Linked DNA regions of Sus scrofa: all the other regions are linked to region 4. The links are chromatin contacts, called in public Hi-C and promoter capture Hi-C maps. All regions are on one chromosome and are shown on one strand. Each heading gives the region's core, a stretch centred on a gene start, on an enhancer-like site or on the middle of the called end of the contact. The rest is flanking DNA. Distances are from core to core; before and after follow the strand shown. Region 1 overlaps LOC106510680 (a long non-coding RNA gene). Region 2 has its middle 290 kb from the start of GATA6. Region 3 overlaps LOC106510680 (a long non-coding RNA gene). Region 4 holds the start of LOC100525229.

Region 1 (3,952 bases), core at 418-2,917, 480 kb before region 4:
AGCATGTCCTCGGGTGCTTCTTTTTTGTCCTCCTCTGTAAGGGAGGCATTACAAACCTGCTCAGTGATAGGAGAGCGTGAAGATAGCAACCCATGTATGAATTAAAAAAAAATCCTGGTGTCATCTGTGTTGAGGAACCATAAAGTCAAAGGAAGGATGACAGTCAGGGGAAAATAGGCTTCAAATATGCTAACAATTTGCCTAAGGTGTCTGTGTGTAGAATTCTCATAACCTTATTGCTCAATAAAACATCTGGTCCATAGCCCTGGGAAAGGAGACTCTTGTTGGTGTCCTTCAGTGATGCCTACTTGAGAGAGTCTCTTGGGTTTTACCCTTGCCTGGGCTCAGGGGTGAGTTGTGACTGAATGTGTCCTGTGTGTAGACAGTTCTGGCAAACCTACCTTAACCAAAGGAAGAATCCTCATTTGTTGCTCAAAGGCCTGCTAATTATGATTTGATGAATGTAACTAGCAGGTGAACTATACCACAGCTCATAGCAATGCCAGATCCTTAACCCCCTGAACAAGGCCAGGGATCAAACTGCATCCGCATGGATCCTAGTCGGGTTCGTTAACCGCAGAGACGCGAAGGGAACTCCCGAGGCTAGAAGTCTTTATGATGCCTGGACTATGGCACTAGGAGCTCAGACTCTGAGGGCTGTAGGGAGCCCTCAGCAGCAGAAACGGTCCATATATTTTGTTTCTAAGGGCCCTTCATCAACATTAGGTTGTGGTGTGGAGGAGAAAAGTCAATATGCCTAGAACTGTGCATTGTTCAATTTAATAAACACCTAAGGGATTGAACAGAGGCTGAATAGAAAAGTTTCCAGGTGGCTTTTCCTCTCCAAGTGACTTTTTCTGTGCCTAGTAACCAAATACTTGTGTTGACATCAGGCCAAGGTTTAACTATTAGTCATATATTTTCTAGATAAGTGACACTAGCTGCCCCTTTGGATTTCAAAGACAGAAAAGGATCTTGAATTTGGGATGAGGCCCTGAGGACCTTCTTAAGTAGTGCTGACAAGTCTCCGGATGGGTTAAGGATATTCTTGATATTAGGAACTGAGCAGTCTAGCCCCAACAAGTGTGTGCACGTACTACCAAATCTTATGAGGCCATTTGGTAACAATATATTTTGTTATGTTTTTATGATGTCTTCTTGGGTGGCCAGATTATTAGCCATCAGCAGTAGTCTGGTACTGAGTGATTAAAAACTCCATGGCTTTCATATTAAAACAGAAATTGAAGTCAAACTAGGATCTATTGCCCACCCCCTCCCCTGTCCCCTGCTTACCTATTTCCCTTTCTCTCTTGGTCGCTAGCCCTATTTACCTTGTGTCTTATAGGTAATGAGATTTGAATGGCTGTGCCTACTGTAGTCTGTGTTTCGGCATGAGTGTCTGGAAGTTTGTATAAGATTTAGATCTTCTTACAAATAAGGCCTGCAGTGTTCTTTTCAGGATTTGGGGGAAGAAAGGACCAATACTGCCGTGAAGATTATCCAGCTCCCTTCCCCACTCACCTACAGGTCCCTACCTAGTGACCAAATGACTTACAAATGAGCTATGAAGAGACTTGTCCTGTGAGAGGTTTTAAAGTATATATAAGGATATTTTGCAAGAGCAGCAGTACAGAAACAAGTTCAAAAGGACAGAGGAAAAATGCTCCAAATCTGTGGCAAACAAGATTTCACTGAAATTTACAGGATTCCTTGGATATGTCGTTGATTCATGCACTGATTTCCCAACACTTTGAAACTATTTCAAGTAGTGTTTAGGGAAACAAAACTTTTCTCTGTAATAAAAAATAAATTATTCTACTTTTATAGACAAACTGAAGATGACTATTGCTTAAGTTTGTTTTTTTAAGCTGAATGCTTTTTTTTTTTTTTAAACTGGGGGGAATAGTTAAAAGAAACAACAGATTTTTCTCTCTTTCTTTCTCTCTTCACCACCCCCGTCTATTTTAACTGAAAATGAAAAACACACTTTGTGATTTAGCCAAAGGAAGTTAAGGATGAGTCTTTGGGGAGAGGAAGTAGTGCAACTGGTTATCATGTTAACCTTCCATTATAGGAGTTGGGCTCAGAGCTGGATTTGCTGCTTACAGCAAATGAACAGAACCTGAATGGTTAACATCCCACATCTACCCTACTCCTCAGCTAGCATCCTCATCCTTCACACATACTAAATACCTAGAGTGACTGGAGATAAAAGTCAGGTTATTAGATATGAAATGGCCTCCTCCTTTATTCCCCTTCTGTAAATGTCTGTATAGTTAACTATGACCACAAGCCACCTTAAAATTGAACTTCTATATCAGTGTTTTTAGACTCTCTCTTTTCTTGGTCTCTGCCTCAATTTCCCTATCTGTTAATGGAAAGAATAAAAGGCCCTGAGGGGGGCATTAAGAGTACAAGATAATCATAATTTTAGTGCGGCATGGAAGTCAGGATGTGGGTTAAGTGGTAGGAAAGGTCAGATACTGTCTATGTTTTAAAAAATAATGGCAACAAAATTTTTACTGATAGATTAAAGAACATTGTGAGAAAAAGAGGTGTTTCAGATGACTCTAATATTTTTGTGTTTGGCAACTGGAAGATTGGGATTGCTCTTTTCTGAGATGCAAAAAACTACAGAAGGAATGAGAAGGTGGAATGAAATCAAGAATTTGGTTTTAGGCATGTTAAGTTAGAGATGCTTAATGAACATCCAAGTGGAGATGTCAAGATGGTAGTTAGATATTTGAATCTGGAGTTCAGGAGAAAAGTTCAGGCTGGAAATAATAGATGTATATAATCTGTGTGTGTGTGTGTGTGTGTGTATTTAGGAATTTCAATTGTATCGATATTATTTAAAACCGTGAGGCTGTATGAGATCACATAGGGCCGAAGCCAATAATTTTTAAACTTAGCTGCACATTGGAATCAATGTGAGAGCTTGAAACAAGAATGGATGACTGAGCCTTATCCTAGACCAACTCTGGTCTAGATTATAACTCTAAGGGTCAGTTCCAGGTACTATGAGTTTATAAAAGCTCTGTGAGTTATTCTAACTTAAACCAGGGTTAAAAATCACGACCCTGGAGTTCTCGTCATGGCGCAATGGTTAATGAATCTGACTAGGAACCATGAAGTTGCGGGTTTGGTCCCTGCCCTTGCTCAGTGGGTTGGGGATCCGGTGTTGCCATGAGCTGTGGCGTAGGTTGCAGATGCGGCTTGGATCTGGCGTTGCTGTGGCTCTGGTGTAGGCTGGTGGCTGCAGCTCCGATTCGACCCCTAGCCTGGGAACCTCCATGTGCTGCGGGAGCGGCCCAAAGAAATAGCAAAAAGACAAAAAAAAAAAAAAAAGAAAGAAAAAAAAGAAAATCACAACCCTGAGAGTGAGTGTAGATGGAGAAAGGAAGAGTCCTGCTTCCTGCCCCCTACAGTGTTTAGAGATCAGGAAGTGGGAAGGAACCAGCAAGGGAGACTGAGTGGAGCTGACAGGGAGGTAAGGAGAATGCTGTGTCTTGGAAGCCAAATGAAGAAACGGTTTCAAGAAGGAGGTGGTGATCAACTGTGTAATGTGCTACTCAAAGAAAGCATGAGTGGGGATCACTGGATTAGGTAACATGTAGGTCACCAGTGACCTTGACAGGAGCATTTTGATGTGGTGGGAATGAAGTCTGATTCTCATGCTTTAGAGGAAATAGGAAGAGTGGAGCTGGAAACAGTGGACAGGGGCACAGAGGACTGAGCTGGAAGCTGGAGAGGGACTGAAGGGTCAGGGGAGAGATTCTTAAGAAGAGAGATATTACAACATGTTTGAAGGATGGTAGGAGAAAGAAAGACTGATGATGCAGGAGAGAGAGGTGACAGTTGTAAGAGTAAAGTCCCTGAGAAGTCCTGAGGGGCTAGGATCCAGGGCACAAGTGAAGAAGTTGGTCAAAGACCAGTTCATTTTTTGTGGCAG
Region 2 (3,966 bases), core at 695-3,194, 290 kb before region 4:
TAAGCCTTAGAAATTGTACATGCATTAACGGCACTTAGAGTTACTTTAACTTTTATACTAAGACCCATTTTCCAGGCCCTGGGCAGTAAGAAACACGTAGTATGCATTGTTCAACTTGATCTCTTTGTGGAGCGATTGCCATGGAAGGTCACAGTTCCTTCAGAAGAATGGTAAATTTTCCTCCCTGACACTTTGATTGTGTAAACCTAGAAGAAAAATTCATTGTTACTTGCTAGGTGTACACCCATTCATGGCTGCAAAGATGTGTTCTTTCATTCTGGAACTGCAGTTGGCAACTTTAAAAAGAAAAAATATCCAGATAATAAATATTTTTGGCTTTGTTGGCTACAGATAATCTCTGTCGCCTGTTTGATTTTTTTTTTAGCAATTCTTTACAAATGTAAGAACCATTCCTACATAAGCCTTGCAAAAATGGGTTGCAAGCCAGATTTTGCCCAGAGGTCATGATTTGCCAACACCTCACCAAGTTTGGATAGGCCAGAGGGTCTCAACCAGGGATGACCTTAACCCCCACAGGACATGTGGTGATGTCTGAAGATAATTTTGACTGTCATGATTGGAAGGGTACAGCTTGCATCCAGTGAGTAGAGGCCAGGGCTGCTGCTAAACATCTTACAATGCATAGGACAACCCCTGCCATAAAGAATATTCTGGTCCAAAATGTCAATACTACATAAATTGAAAACTCTGGCATAGAGGAGTGAGTTTCCTCCTTTGCCAATAATGGGAAAGATTCTAGAGGCCTCTCACAGGGATCTGCAGAGGCCCCAGGGCATGTACCCTTCATAAGACTATTCCCCTGTGGACATAAAATGTATTTTTGTTCTTCAGGAAAACTGAAGCAGTTGCAAATGCCTTGATGAGTTAGGGGACTATCCTGAAATTCAAGGTCACAGGCAAGGAAGTTCTTCTGGGGACAGTGGTGCTGGTGTGTGGATCCAGGTAGCCCTTTGCCCCTGCTCTGCTGCCTTTCACAGCTGGGGGCAGACTGAGACAGAAGTTGTCCTGGAGACAGAAATCACCTGATAAGGTGTCCTGGTGGGTCCTTACTGATCCAGCAGCACAGCATGACTAACAATGAAGCTCAAATCTATACTTTCTGATAGCCCTGCTGCAGACTAAAAACCATTTCAGCTAATTTCAGAATCCATGATATATTTGTGAGTGTGTATGCATGTAATATGTGTTGAGTTTTTTTGTTTGTTTGTTTGCTTTTTAGGGCTGCACCCATGACATATGGAAGTTCCCACGCTAGGGGTTGAATTGGAGCTACGGCTGCTGGCCTATGCCACAGCCACAGCAACAGGGATCTGAGCCATGTCTTGGACCTATACTACAGCTCACGGCAATGCTGGACCCCTAACCCACTGAGCGAGGCCAGGGATCAAACCCATAACCTCATGGATCCTAGTCAGGTTAACCGCTGGGCCACATAGGGAACTCCCGAGAGGCATCTTTATGTATCTAACGATGCTTTAATTAAGCTGATATTCAAATTAGCTTAAATCCTCAGCGTCCCTGGGAGATGCAGCTTATGGAGCAGCAGATGATGGGGGAAAGACAGTCCATGATTAAAACGTCACATGGGATAAATGCCAAAGCAGAGGTCCCACCCTGGGAGAGTTATGAATTGACTGCACCCCTTCTCATCTCCACCCCCTCAATCATTGCTGATGGGCAGAGGGAAACCATTTTCTGCCATCTGGTTTTTGCAAAAGTCAGGCAGTAAGCTCCCTGGGACAGGGATCTTATCTTGTGTAGTTCAAGAATGAGCACATGGCTGTGTACACTCCACAAGCCCTATTAGTACTGAACGCAATCATAAAAATAGCCCAAACGTGGAGATGTGATAACGCCCCACAGTCAGCCTTAGTCATCGTGTCCGAAGGGCAGTGGGTTCCCCAGGCTGGTGCCTTACGTCCTACAGACAAGCACCTTGGCTGATAAGGCGGCGGCCTATTGTAAGACTCACACAGTAGTTCCCAGGATCCTGGAAAAACAGCAGTTCAATCACAACTTTTTTTCCCCTGGTGTTTGACTTTGGCACCGAGTTCTTTTCAAATGAGAACTATGCCAAACATCTTGTCCTAACCCTTCTACTCAGCAAGTATGCGAACAAGCTCTCTGTAGCATGCCAGGCACAGGGTGTGTGTGCAGGGGGAGTTCTGGTGGGAGGCTGCGAGGAGCAGAATGCTTTCTCTGTGGGCAGGAACCGGCTCTGGGCAGCATCTAGAAGCAGGGCAGAATGATCAGTGCCCAGGGCACAGTGAGGCCTGCCCAGCTCAGGCAGCACTGGATGGAGGGTCTGTGCCTCCAGGGCCCCAGGCCAGGCCTGCCTGTGATTTTCGGGGTTGGCAGGCGCTGGTGTTTCCTCCCCCGAGAAAAGTGCGCAGACATTAGGGGAATGTCTCATTGTTGTGGCATCTGGATCTGAATTCTCCTCTGGGACCAGCTAGGAAATAGCTGGAGCCCACAGGAGAAAGCTCACGTATGGAGGGTGTGTTTGCCTATAAATATTCGAATGTGTGTGCAGTCACACATTTGCAGGGTGCTAGGATGGCTATGGGATGGACACAGCGGTCTGTGTCTGGAGGAAGATCTTGCACACTGGATGTCCTAAGGAAGAAGTCCTCCTCCCGAGCAGGTAAATCCTTTCCCTCCTGGGCTCAGGGGGAAGCTGGGCCTGCACCAGGACAGAGAGAAGCTTCCCCAGCACCAGCCATCCCAGTTCCCAGCCAGCTTCTGGGGCTCCAACCCTCTGCACCAAGACCGTCCATCTCCCACTGCAGGAAAGGCATCGTTCTTCATTCCCAGGGCAAATTGTTCCTAGGAAAGAGCAGAATCTTAGAAGGAAATCACATCATCGCGAGGGGAGAGCCAGTTCCTTTGTACTATTTTTCAGGGCTGCCTTTGGAGCCAATAATCTGTCATTCCTTGAATAAACAAGCACCTTATCATATCACAAACATTTATTTAACCCTTTTCTCCTGCACTTTTACCAGCAGGGAGAAGGAAAGCGGTTAGCAGGGCGGCCGGAGCCCTGTGGCAGAAATGCCAAATTCCCTGAACGTTACACCCAATCTGTAAAGTGTCAGCCAGCCCTTCTCTCTGTCTTCATAAAACGCTGGAGCCGGTCACCCAGACTCACGGTCCGCATTCCCACTACTCTTCCCATCCCCCCCCCAACCCCTGTCCATTAATACCCCTCACCCTTTTGCAGACAGGCCCTTAATTCCATCCAAATGGAGTCTGGACTAATTTGTTAGGTTCTTTAGGGGGTTGGTGAGGGAAATAGAAGCGGGGGCCTGGGGGGAGCAGGCAAGGGAGTATTTACATTTCTCCTTTGCATGACAGTCCGAGTGATGGACAGAGCTGGGGAGACCAGCATTTTTTAATGTGTGTGTGATTTTTTAAAAGGGATATTCTTTGGCTCTGACATCACCAGAAAATGGAATGAGCAAAGTATGTAAATTTCTCCAAGCTCCCACAATATCCATTTTCTCTCAGTGGATGGATTTTATTTTCTTTTCTGGTGTTGCTCCCACACAATGGGGCCAAATCTTGTTCAGGACAAAGAAACATATAAATAGAACATGCATGTGGTATGCAAGGGAACTCTTGGAGAAAGACTGTGTGGAAAGGCGTCTGGGGCTGCCAGGGGGAGCCATGGGGTCTCGGCCAAAGGGCTTGACAGGCAGATGTCTGCTTGTCCCTAATGTTACAAGTCAGAAATTTCACAACCGTTCTCACTCTTAGGGGAAACACTAAGAAACCCTAGGATGAGTGTAAGTGTAAAAGGAGAATGTGAAGTAGGTATGTGTGAGTATGAACAAGGCCATGTGTGCTGGATGTAAGATGACGATAAGCCAAATTAAGAGGCTAAACATGCTTTGTAGCGCTGATGGAGCAAGTTTTCTTTCTCCTTCATTACGAAGGATGCTAAAT
Region 3 (4,201 bases), core at 1,566-4,065, 370 kb before region 4:
GGGTATATATTATAAGCTTTAGAGCAAAATTCTTAAAGTAAAACAGGGGAAGCTTTGATTAGAAGGTTTTATGTGTTTCCAGTTGGTATCATAACATGCTTACTAAAATGTGTGCGTTAAATTAGTGAGTCTGAGTCTTAGTTGGGATGTGAGTGTGGAATCTTGGATTACGGATATGTGAAATATTAACCATTTAATAAACACCCAGCCAGCCACCACAGTAGCTTTCAAATACTTGGAATATATTCTTACTTGTGTTCCTCCCCAGCCATGTTTGGGGAGCATTTAGGCAATTAGTCATAGAGCTCTGGGCTTATCCTTTGCATTCCATAAAAATGTTTCAATTTTAGGAACAAATCTCAGGAAACCAGGACTTTTCAGATTGTGTGAGAGTTTAAATCTTTTGTACATGACTTAGTCAAACGCGTTGAGTACTCTTTTTTTTTTTTTTTTTTAAGACAATGACCTTTATAGTAAGAGTGAGTATAAACTCCTATGTTAATCGCTTTTATAACTCTTTCCAGTGCTTCACTCAGGGCTATGTACATAGTACTTTCTCCATGTTTGTTGGTGATATAATTCATAATAATTTTAAGTAAGAAAATCCACCATCAATTAAGCAAAGTGCTTATGATGCTTCTTGATTCTTCTTTCAGTTTAAACAGAAACCAAATTGGTTTCCTTTATTGATGACGCTGGCAGGGTATCTATGCATATTCATCAAGGCTCCTCCTTACCTTTGTGGTTAGTGTTTTTAGGAGGCACTGTTTATCACAGACTAAAGCTTTGGGAGCCAGAGAGAACCGGGTTCAGTGGGTTTATATTGCTAGGTTTTAGAAGGATTAGAGGCAAATATATATGTATAGTGCTTGGCACAGAAAAGATAAAAATTTTGTGTTATTGTTTCTAGCTATATTAGTAATTTATCATCATCATAATAATAGTATGTTGGAAAGCTGGATAGAAGATGCACAGAGGAGACAGTGGGGTGAGTGTGGCACACATCTGAATTAGACCAGTCTGGTTATTTGCAAGTTCTCTTTCAGCAAATATTTATCCAGTACCTTCAATGAGCAGCACTGTTCTAGGCACTAGTGGCCAAGTGGTGAATGAGGCAGAGTCCTTGCCTTGGTGGACATTATCTGCTGACTTCAATGTCATAGGGAGGCTACAATGTCCTTTAGCAAGAGAATTTTTTGAAGCTTTTTTTTTTTTTTTTTTTTTGCCTGTTTCTATTTAGCTTTTTGAAAATTTTTTTTGGTAACAGCTTTATTGAGATACAATTCACATACCATACAATTCATCACTTTAAAGCTTATAATTCAGTGATTTTTAAAATATATTCAGAGTTGTTCAACCACAACTACGATCAATTCTAGAACATTTTCAGCACCCCAAAGAGAAATTATACCCCTAAATTGTTATTCCTCCCTCTCCACCCCACCTTCCTTCACGGCAACCAATCTTCCTGTCTCTATAGATTTTCTTATTCTGGATACTTTATACAAATGGAATCATACAATATGTTGGTTTTTTTGTAACTGGCTTCTATCACTTAGCCTAATGTTTTCAAGTTTCATCCATGTTATTGCATATATGAATTCTTGGCCCTTTTTTATGGCTGAAAACTTTTTAAAAATCTCCTAATGCATATTAAATACTAAGTTGTTGATGGATTGCTGCTTTTTTTTTTTTTAATAGTGTGTGGGGTCCTGTCTTGCCTTCTTCCTCACCACTCCTTCTCCCACCCTTCCTAAGAAGGGTTTTCTCTCCTAGTCTCTTTGAAGGCAACTGCATTCCTGCTGCTGCACATATTCCTGCTTTAACTTTAACATCCACTGAAATTTGGAACATGTGGCACCTACTTTTGCAATGACAGGAAATCTGGTTTCTGTCCTTTATTTCTTCTTAGTCCTTTCATTTTGCATCTGTGCACCCTCTGAATGTAATGGTTCCAGGATTTTCTACAGAACTTTGTAGAATTGGCCTTAGAATGGAAGCTTCAAATGATATCCAAAGATACATGAACCAGCCAAAGGAGAAAGTGTTGGGATGAAGAAAATCAGTAATGACAGCCAGGGAATTTTCACCAAATTGGAACAGACTTGTTCCTTATTCTTTATGCCTGATGGATTGAACAGTTTCCACAAGGGCTTTGTACCATCTAGGACCTGAAGATACGCTGTTTTTCCTAGCAAACTCCAGACTCTATTTTACCCTCACTTCCTTTCTTCTGGGTTTGGCCCATGCAAAGCCCACCGATAAGTTATAAATGACTTATCAAGCATTAACGTTTAGAAAGTAGACGGCTCCATAAATACCTACTTGGACTCATTAAAAAGCTACAGTGATTAAAGAGAATGATTAGTGTGGTGCCAGAGGGGAAAGAAGAAAATCCAACATCTGACTCAAACCCGGCCAGACCTCTTCTCAGGGCAGACGTTCATGTCCTGGAAGAGGATCTGGCCTGCGAGCAGGAACAGGGAGACAGAGCTTCGGAGGCGGCATCTGAGCAAACTGCACACTAGGCCTGTCAAGGGAAGAGTTATGAAAAGTGCACACGTTCTTAGAGACGATTACCCCCTTGCCCTCCACGCCTCCTTCCCAACCTCCCCTTCCACTCCCTGTTGCCCCCCTGAAACTGAAAACATTATTAAAACAGGGAAACCTATAACTGGTATGAAATGACCCTCCAATGACTGCCTAATTACATCGAAATGAAAGCCGGGGGGCTACAAATAACCCGTAACTGTCCCGGCTGTCACTGAAGAGGAGCCTGCACATGAGTCATGAGTCATGAATTAGCCACTAAGTGTTTCACGTCCAGCCACGGGCCGCCGGCCTCTGCCCTGCCCGCGCTGGCCCCTCGCGGCCTCCCACGCCAGGCCCCGCGCGGCGCTCCGAATCCCGGGTCGGGACCAGGCGGCGGGGCTCCTGCTCCAGGCGTTTGTTGTTGTTGCTCGGAGGGCGCAGGAACTCGGCGCCCCGCTCCCCCTGCAGCCCCCGGCCGGCGTGGGGGAAGTCTCCCAGGCTGCACAGGAGACAGGCTGACTGAAGGAGCGCAGCCAGCGCGGCTGCAGATAAGTTAATGTACACAGAGAGGATGTAAATTACCACGACCCTCAGCAGCAGGACATTGGCCAGGGCCCTGTCAGGGAGAGGACAAGCGGCGGCGGGCCGGGGGCTCGCTGACATCCAGCCCGAGATGGAGCCGCCAGGCGGCCCGGCCGAGGAGGACCTTTTGGAGCCAGGCTTTCCTTGAAAACAGCTGCGTGTCCCTGACACCTCCAAACTAATGCATTTTTAATCAGGGGAATTAGCTCTAGGCGTCCCATATTTTTCCAAACCCCCTCTTGCAGCCACGTCCCCGTTCCCGCCCCAGTTTAGTGACTAGCAGTCCCATTATGTTTCCTTATCGACTCTGCAGTCTCCCGCTGCTCCCACGCACTCCAGACCCAGCCACCTTTGAAAGCCTCCCCTCCCCACCCCCACCCTCCTCCTTGGCCTGTTCTCTCCAGCACAGCTTTAGCCCCCACCCTTCCCTCTGTTTATACAGTGACATCACGGCCCCTGGCTCTTCAAGACTCAGAGAAAACAGAGTTCAAAAAGGCAAACAGGAAAGCCAGCTGGTCGTAGGCACCGGGTGAGATTCGGTCCAACTGAGGCGGGACTGCACGCGTGCGATCACCCCTGTCGGAGCCCAGCTCTTTAAAATACCAAGTCCTTGGGACGCTGCTTCCCAGGCAAATGCCCATGACAGTTTTAGGGGAAATTTTATGCGAGAAACACTTGGAGGATTTAGTTTTCCAATAGCCAACGAAAGAAAAAGTAAAAAGATAAAACAGGTGAAATTAATTTAAATAATAGTATTTAACCCCATAGATCCAAAATATGCTTTGAATCAATATAAAAAACGATGAATGAGGTATTTTGTATTCTTTTTGTTATGGTAAGTCTTTGAAATCCAGTATTTTTACTCTAACAGCACTCCTCAATTTAGATGTTAGTTTTCCATTGGAAGTACTTGATTTGTATTTAGAGTTCATAAAACTTGCAGTTGGAGAAGTTGATTCACAAACCCAAGTTGTTCCAAACATACTTAAACGTTTCCCAATAACTGAATTCAGTATTAGTTTTTAAATTGAAACTAATACTGAATTTATAAAATTTATATAATAAAATTGAATTTCAATGAAATTTA
Region 4 (4,224 bases), core at 1,513-4,012:
ACCCCCGCGCGGTTGCGCGACCCTTACCTGCGCTGGGGCCCCGAGGCACAGGGAGCGGGGCTCCGGCGCGACTCTGTAGACTGTGCAGCACCGGGGTCTCGAAGGGTCCCGCAGGCCATGCGGGCGTCAGCGGCGCACCCACGTAGGGCGAGTAGGCACTTGGGTGGTGATGGTGATGGTGATGGTACGTCCCGTTCAACGGCCGCGCGGCCGATAGCGAGCTGTATTGGTGCTCGCGGCTGCCCATGGCCGCCAGGCCACCGCCACTGCCGCCGCTCACGCCGCCCGCGCCCCCGCCGCCGGCAGCTGCGTAGCCCCCGGGGTCCCTAGCCGCGCCATTGGCCATGGGAGGGCTGGGCGAGTAAGGGAAGCGCGCCGAGACATGCGCCGCGGCCGAGCCTGCGCTGCCCGGCCCCGCCGCCCCGCCGCCCGCCGTGCCGCCTCCGCTGCCATATGGGGGGCTATCCGCTGAGGCCTGTGGCCAGCCGGGGTGCGAGCCCGCGCCGCCCGCATGATTGGCGGGCCCGCTGCCCGCCCCCTGCAGGTACGGTAGGCCTGGCAGCATGGAGCCCACGCGCGTGGTGGGAACGTAAACCGGGGAGCTAGCCGCCGCTGCGGCCGCTGCAGCCGCGGCCGCCGAGTGCACGAAGCCGCCGGGCGCTCCGTCGTAAGCGGCGGGCCCCTGGCTGGAGAGGGCTGCGAGGGTCTGGTACATCTCCTCCGGCTGCTCGGGTGCGAAAGGGCTCAGCTTGGCGCCGCGGCTGGACCACAGCAGCTTGCTGGCGGTCGCGGCCTGGTCGAGGTCAGTGAAGAGCAATAGGTCCTCCCAGCTCGACAGGGCGCCCCCGGGGGCAGAGATCCCGGGCGCCGAAGGTCCGTGAGGAGCCCCGAAGGGATGCGAGGCGTAAGGGTTGAGCAGCAGCGAGCGGGCTGTGGGTCCCGCCGCCGCCTCCGTGTCGAGCTGCGGCGTCCTGCAGTTGCTGGCGCCGCCGGGGCCACGCTCCCCACCCCGTGAGCAGCAGGAGGAAGAGGAGGAGATGGGGGAAGGCGGCGTAGAGGGCTCCCGCGCTGGAAAGCCTCCGGAGTCGCCGGCGTCCGCAGCCGCGGCCCCTAAGCGCTTTGGCAGACACCAGCCGCCGTCAGTCAAGGCCATCCACGGTCCCGCGCTGCTCCAAGCTGACTTCTAGCTCCTGAGACCGGGTGGGGAGGGAGGCAGGGTCGGGAGAAAAAATAAAAAGGAATTATCAAAAGCGCATGCTGCCCTTCTCACTTCCACTCCCCTCTCTAGATAATGAGATTCCTCAAAGATCCCGTCTCGGCCCAGGTTCTAGGGGTGGGGAAAGAGAGGAGCATGGAGCCTGCTCAGCCGCCACAAGGTCCTCCCAGAACCAGGATACCCGCTCTCCTTCTCCCGCACCTCCAGAGTCCCCTCGCCCTCCCCTCCCACCCTCCTTCGCAGCATCCTCCATCCACACGCGCGCCAGATCCCAGGGGTGACTGCGAGGCTGACCAAGGTTTTCCTTCCGCCCCGAAGTGGCTCCCTCCCGGCCGATGGCACACAAAGGAACTTTTGTTAAAGTAGCTGTGCGTGTCGGTGCTGCCTTATTACGCCCCGGTACGGAGGGCTCCCTCGCAGGGAATGCCTCAGTGTGAAGGCTGCCCGCTTGAAAATCATTAGCGCAGGGAAAGCAACCTGTCCCAGAAAACGAAACCACCGAGTTCTCCCATACTGGCTCTCCCAGAGCTTCCCGGACTGCGCTGACGAGACGCAACGCGAGCTCCAGAGAGAAATGCAACCCAGCCCAGGGAGGTGGGGCGCCTGGGCGGAGACCGCAGTCTCGGACCTTCAGGGCACAGGCAGTGCGAAGTCTCATGCCCAACCCGCGTCCCCGTGGCGCCGCACACCTTAGACACCGCTCGCCCCCGCAGCCACCGATGCGTGCGCTCACGCCGGCCGGGCCATGCCGGCTGGGCCACCCCGGCCCACCCCGCGGTCATCCCCAGGCGCGGAAAGGCTAGACGGTTCCGGAATGGACGTAGCAGGGTGGAGCGGAGCGCGGAGGAAAAAAGGGGGGGATGAAAGGGGGACTTGAGACCGCCCTGGAGACGAAGCCACCCCAAAAGGGAGAGCAGCAAGAATGACAGGGAGACTAGGAGGGGGTGGAGGGAGGCCAAACGCAGCCTAGCTGGCCTCTATGGGGCTGCTTTTCCAAATCGTTTCGGCTCATCGGAGATAACCATACTAAAATTAATACACACACAGACCCAGGCCAGATAGCACGAAAGAAGTCTCTGCGCGCCTGACTCCGGCTCCCGCCCCTTTGCGCCAAGATAACTCGGAGATAAGGGTGCGCGCAGATAAGCGCTTCGGAGAGAGGAAAAGACACCAGAAGTTAGTCCGCGGTATCCAGGAACCTGGGAGCCGCCACGGCCTGCCAGGAGTGGATAAGATAGACACCCTTGGAGCCGATCGCGGCCCGCAGAGGGCCGGAGAGCCGAGGCCGAGGGGCCTGCGTTGGGTGGGGGGTGCAGAGGAAGAAAGAGGGGTGCTCGAGCAAGAGAGGTAGCAGCCGAACCTGGGGTGGGCGCAGCGCATGGAGAACAGCGGTGGAGGAGTGTGCTCCCGAATGTGGAGAGAGGCCGAAGGCGCCAGCCGGCGAGCGCGAGTCCGGGGTCTGCGCGGTGCTGCTGGTGAATAAAAAGGAGAGAGGAGGCGCCTCTTACTGCTCTGCCGGAAAACTGCAGCCTGCGCTCCTGATTGGACTCACCGAGCCCTAAACAAACAGCGCTCGCCGAAGGGTGCCAGGCTGTGGGTCGGAACTGCGCTCAGCGAGCAGCTGGGCGCTGGAGGTGAAGAGGAGGAGGAGGAGGAGGGAACGAGGGGAGGAGAGAAAAGAGGGTGGGGAGGGGAAGGCGGGCGGCGGGGGAGGGGAGCGCGCTGCTAGGGCAGACAATGAGTCCCGCGCAGCCTGCGGGTGTGGGCTGAGCTGCGAGCGCGGTCCTAGGACTAAGAGCAAGTCCACCCAGGGGGCGCCGATCCCGGGGACGCCGGGGGAGGGGCAGAGGTGGCAGAACGCCTGACCTGGCTGGCGACCCACACCCATTCCTCCTCCCCCAGTTACACACATACTCAAGGGGGGGAGGCGCTGGCAGGGTTGACTATGCATAGTCCAACGCTGTCTCCGCAGCGGGAGAGACGCGCCATCTCGGGGGTCAGCGAGCCCTCAGAAAGTGAGGGGAAAGTGCCTTCCTCCGCTGGTCTCCCCCACTGCTGCCTCCACATTAAATGAACTTTTTGCCCCGTAGTTGTGTATGTTTCCCGACCTCTTCTCGAGACCTTGGGGCTCAGGTCCTGGTGGCCGTCGGGGGTCTAGTCTCCTGTGATGTAGGAAAGAAGGAACTAGAGCGCCTAGCTCCCTATCTCTGCTCCGCTTTTTACAAACGGTACTAAATTCCTGGGAAGTTTCGGGAGGTACACGTCGGCACTCCCCAGCTAATCTCTGAGAACTTTTAATTCGGGGCCCTGGTGTACGTAAAGGTTAGTCCACGAGGTGCGCAGAAGGGACAAGGGCTACTAGGCCAGTCGCGCTCTCCGAGTTCTGGTGTCCTGTTTGCTCTGAGCTTTCCCTGGAGAACTTCAGGTAAGTCACATATAAGTCGTTGGAAAGAGGAGGGGGGTCACCTTCCCTGGTTCCAGGGCTAAATACCACTTCCCCACCCCCACCCTCACATACACACCCCTTCTTCGCTCCCTCCAAATGGTTATCACAACTGTGTACAAACTGATACGGTCCTTCGCCGGCAAAGGGACTGGAAATGAACGTCGCGGGGTTATCAGCGCCGATCTGTCAGCAGGGAGTCGCGCGGCCCGCAGGTTCGTCCTCGGCAGGAGCCGTGATGTATGTCTCGCTCCCTTACGCTCACAAAAAGGATTTCTTCCGACAGCTGTGACCCCAGAAGGCTGTCGAAAATTTTAACTAGGGCAGGAGGAGTTGTTTTGTAGGAATGGATTTTTACACTTTTTTTCCAGGTAAATCGAAGTAAATGATTTTCTAAAGGTCAGTCTCCCTGAAAGCCTTTGGGCTGTGTGTGTGTGTGTGTGTGTGTGTGTGCGCGCGCGCGCGCGTGCGCGCGCGTGTGTGTGTGTGTGTGTGTGTGTGTGTGTGTGTGTTTCCAGTTGGGGAAGGGAGAGTTGCATAGAGTTGAACCCGGGTAGGTAGGGAC

Evidence for each region. Promoter capture Hi-C pulls out the DNA fragments that hold promoters and counts their contacts. A called contact is a pair of places that touch in the nucleus more often than the background predicts.
Region 1: a Hi-C map of embryonic fibroblasts shows a contact between it and region 4, with 2.3 times the contacts expected there. The contact joins the enhancer-like site here to the promoter of LOC100525229 in region 4. A contact is called at or near these places in 2 of 5 promoter capture datasets (fetal skeletal muscle and liver) and 3 of 47 Hi-C or Micro-C datasets (embryonic fibroblasts, liver and omental adipose tissue).
Region 2: a Hi-C map of embryonic fibroblasts shows a contact between it and region 4, with 1.6 times the contacts expected there. The contact joins the enhancer-like site here to the promoter of LOC100525229 in region 4. A contact is called at or near these places in 4 of 47 Hi-C or Micro-C datasets (embryonic fibroblasts, fetal heart ventricle, fetal liver and 1 more) and 1 of 2 datasets of contacts at active chromatin or transcription factors (skeletal muscle).
Region 3: a promoter capture Hi-C map of fetal liver shows a contact between it and region 4, with 6 times the contacts expected there. The contact joins the enhancer-like site here to the promoter of LOC100525229 in region 4. A contact is called at or near these places in 3 of 5 promoter capture datasets (fetal liver, fetal skeletal muscle and liver), 12 of 47 Hi-C or Micro-C datasets (embryonic fibroblasts, epiblast stem cells, fetal heart ventricle and 6 more) and 1 of 2 datasets of contacts at active chromatin or transcription factors (skeletal muscle).

The regions. Positions count from the first base shown.
Region 1 is chr6:107,756,991-107,760,942 of Sscrofa11.1, reverse strand. All of the region lies in intron 2 of LOC106510680 (a long non-coding RNA gene), which reads left to right. Among named protein-coding and RNA genes, the nearest start is that of RBBP8, 170 kb to the left of the region's middle. Within about 2 kb of position 1,667, at least 14 of the 83 cell types and tissues checked have an H3K27ac peak or open chromatin away from gene starts, as enhancers often do. A contact at or near this core is called in embryonic fibroblasts and omental adipose tissue, where this site is marked.
Region 2 is chr6:107,575,024-107,578,989 of Sscrofa11.1, reverse strand. No RefSeq gene overlaps it. Among named protein-coding and RNA genes, the nearest start is that of GATA6, 290 kb to the right of the region's middle. Within about 2 kb of position 1,944, at least 21 of the 83 cell types and tissues checked have an H3K27ac peak or open chromatin away from gene starts, as enhancers often do. A contact at or near this core is called in embryonic fibroblasts, where this site is marked.
Region 3 is chr6:107,656,070-107,660,270 of Sscrofa11.1, reverse strand. All of the region lies in intron 3 of LOC106510680 (a long non-coding RNA gene), which reads left to right. Among named protein-coding and RNA genes, the nearest start is that of RBBP8, 270 kb to the left of the region's middle. Within about 2 kb of position 2,815, at least 35 of the 83 cell types and tissues checked have an H3K27ac peak or open chromatin away from gene starts, as enhancers often do. A contact at or near this core is called in fetal liver, liver, retroperitoneal adipose tissue and 2 more, where this site is marked.
Region 4 is chr6:107,281,293-107,285,516 of Sscrofa11.1, reverse strand. It overlaps LOC100525229, which reads left to right and starts at 2,762. Exons shown (of 6, transcript XM_021096175.1): 1 at 2,762-2,850. It overlaps GATA6 (GATA binding protein 6), which reads right to left and starts at 1,190. Exons shown (of 6, transcript NM_214328.2): 1 at 28-1,190. The coding sequence starts at 1,153.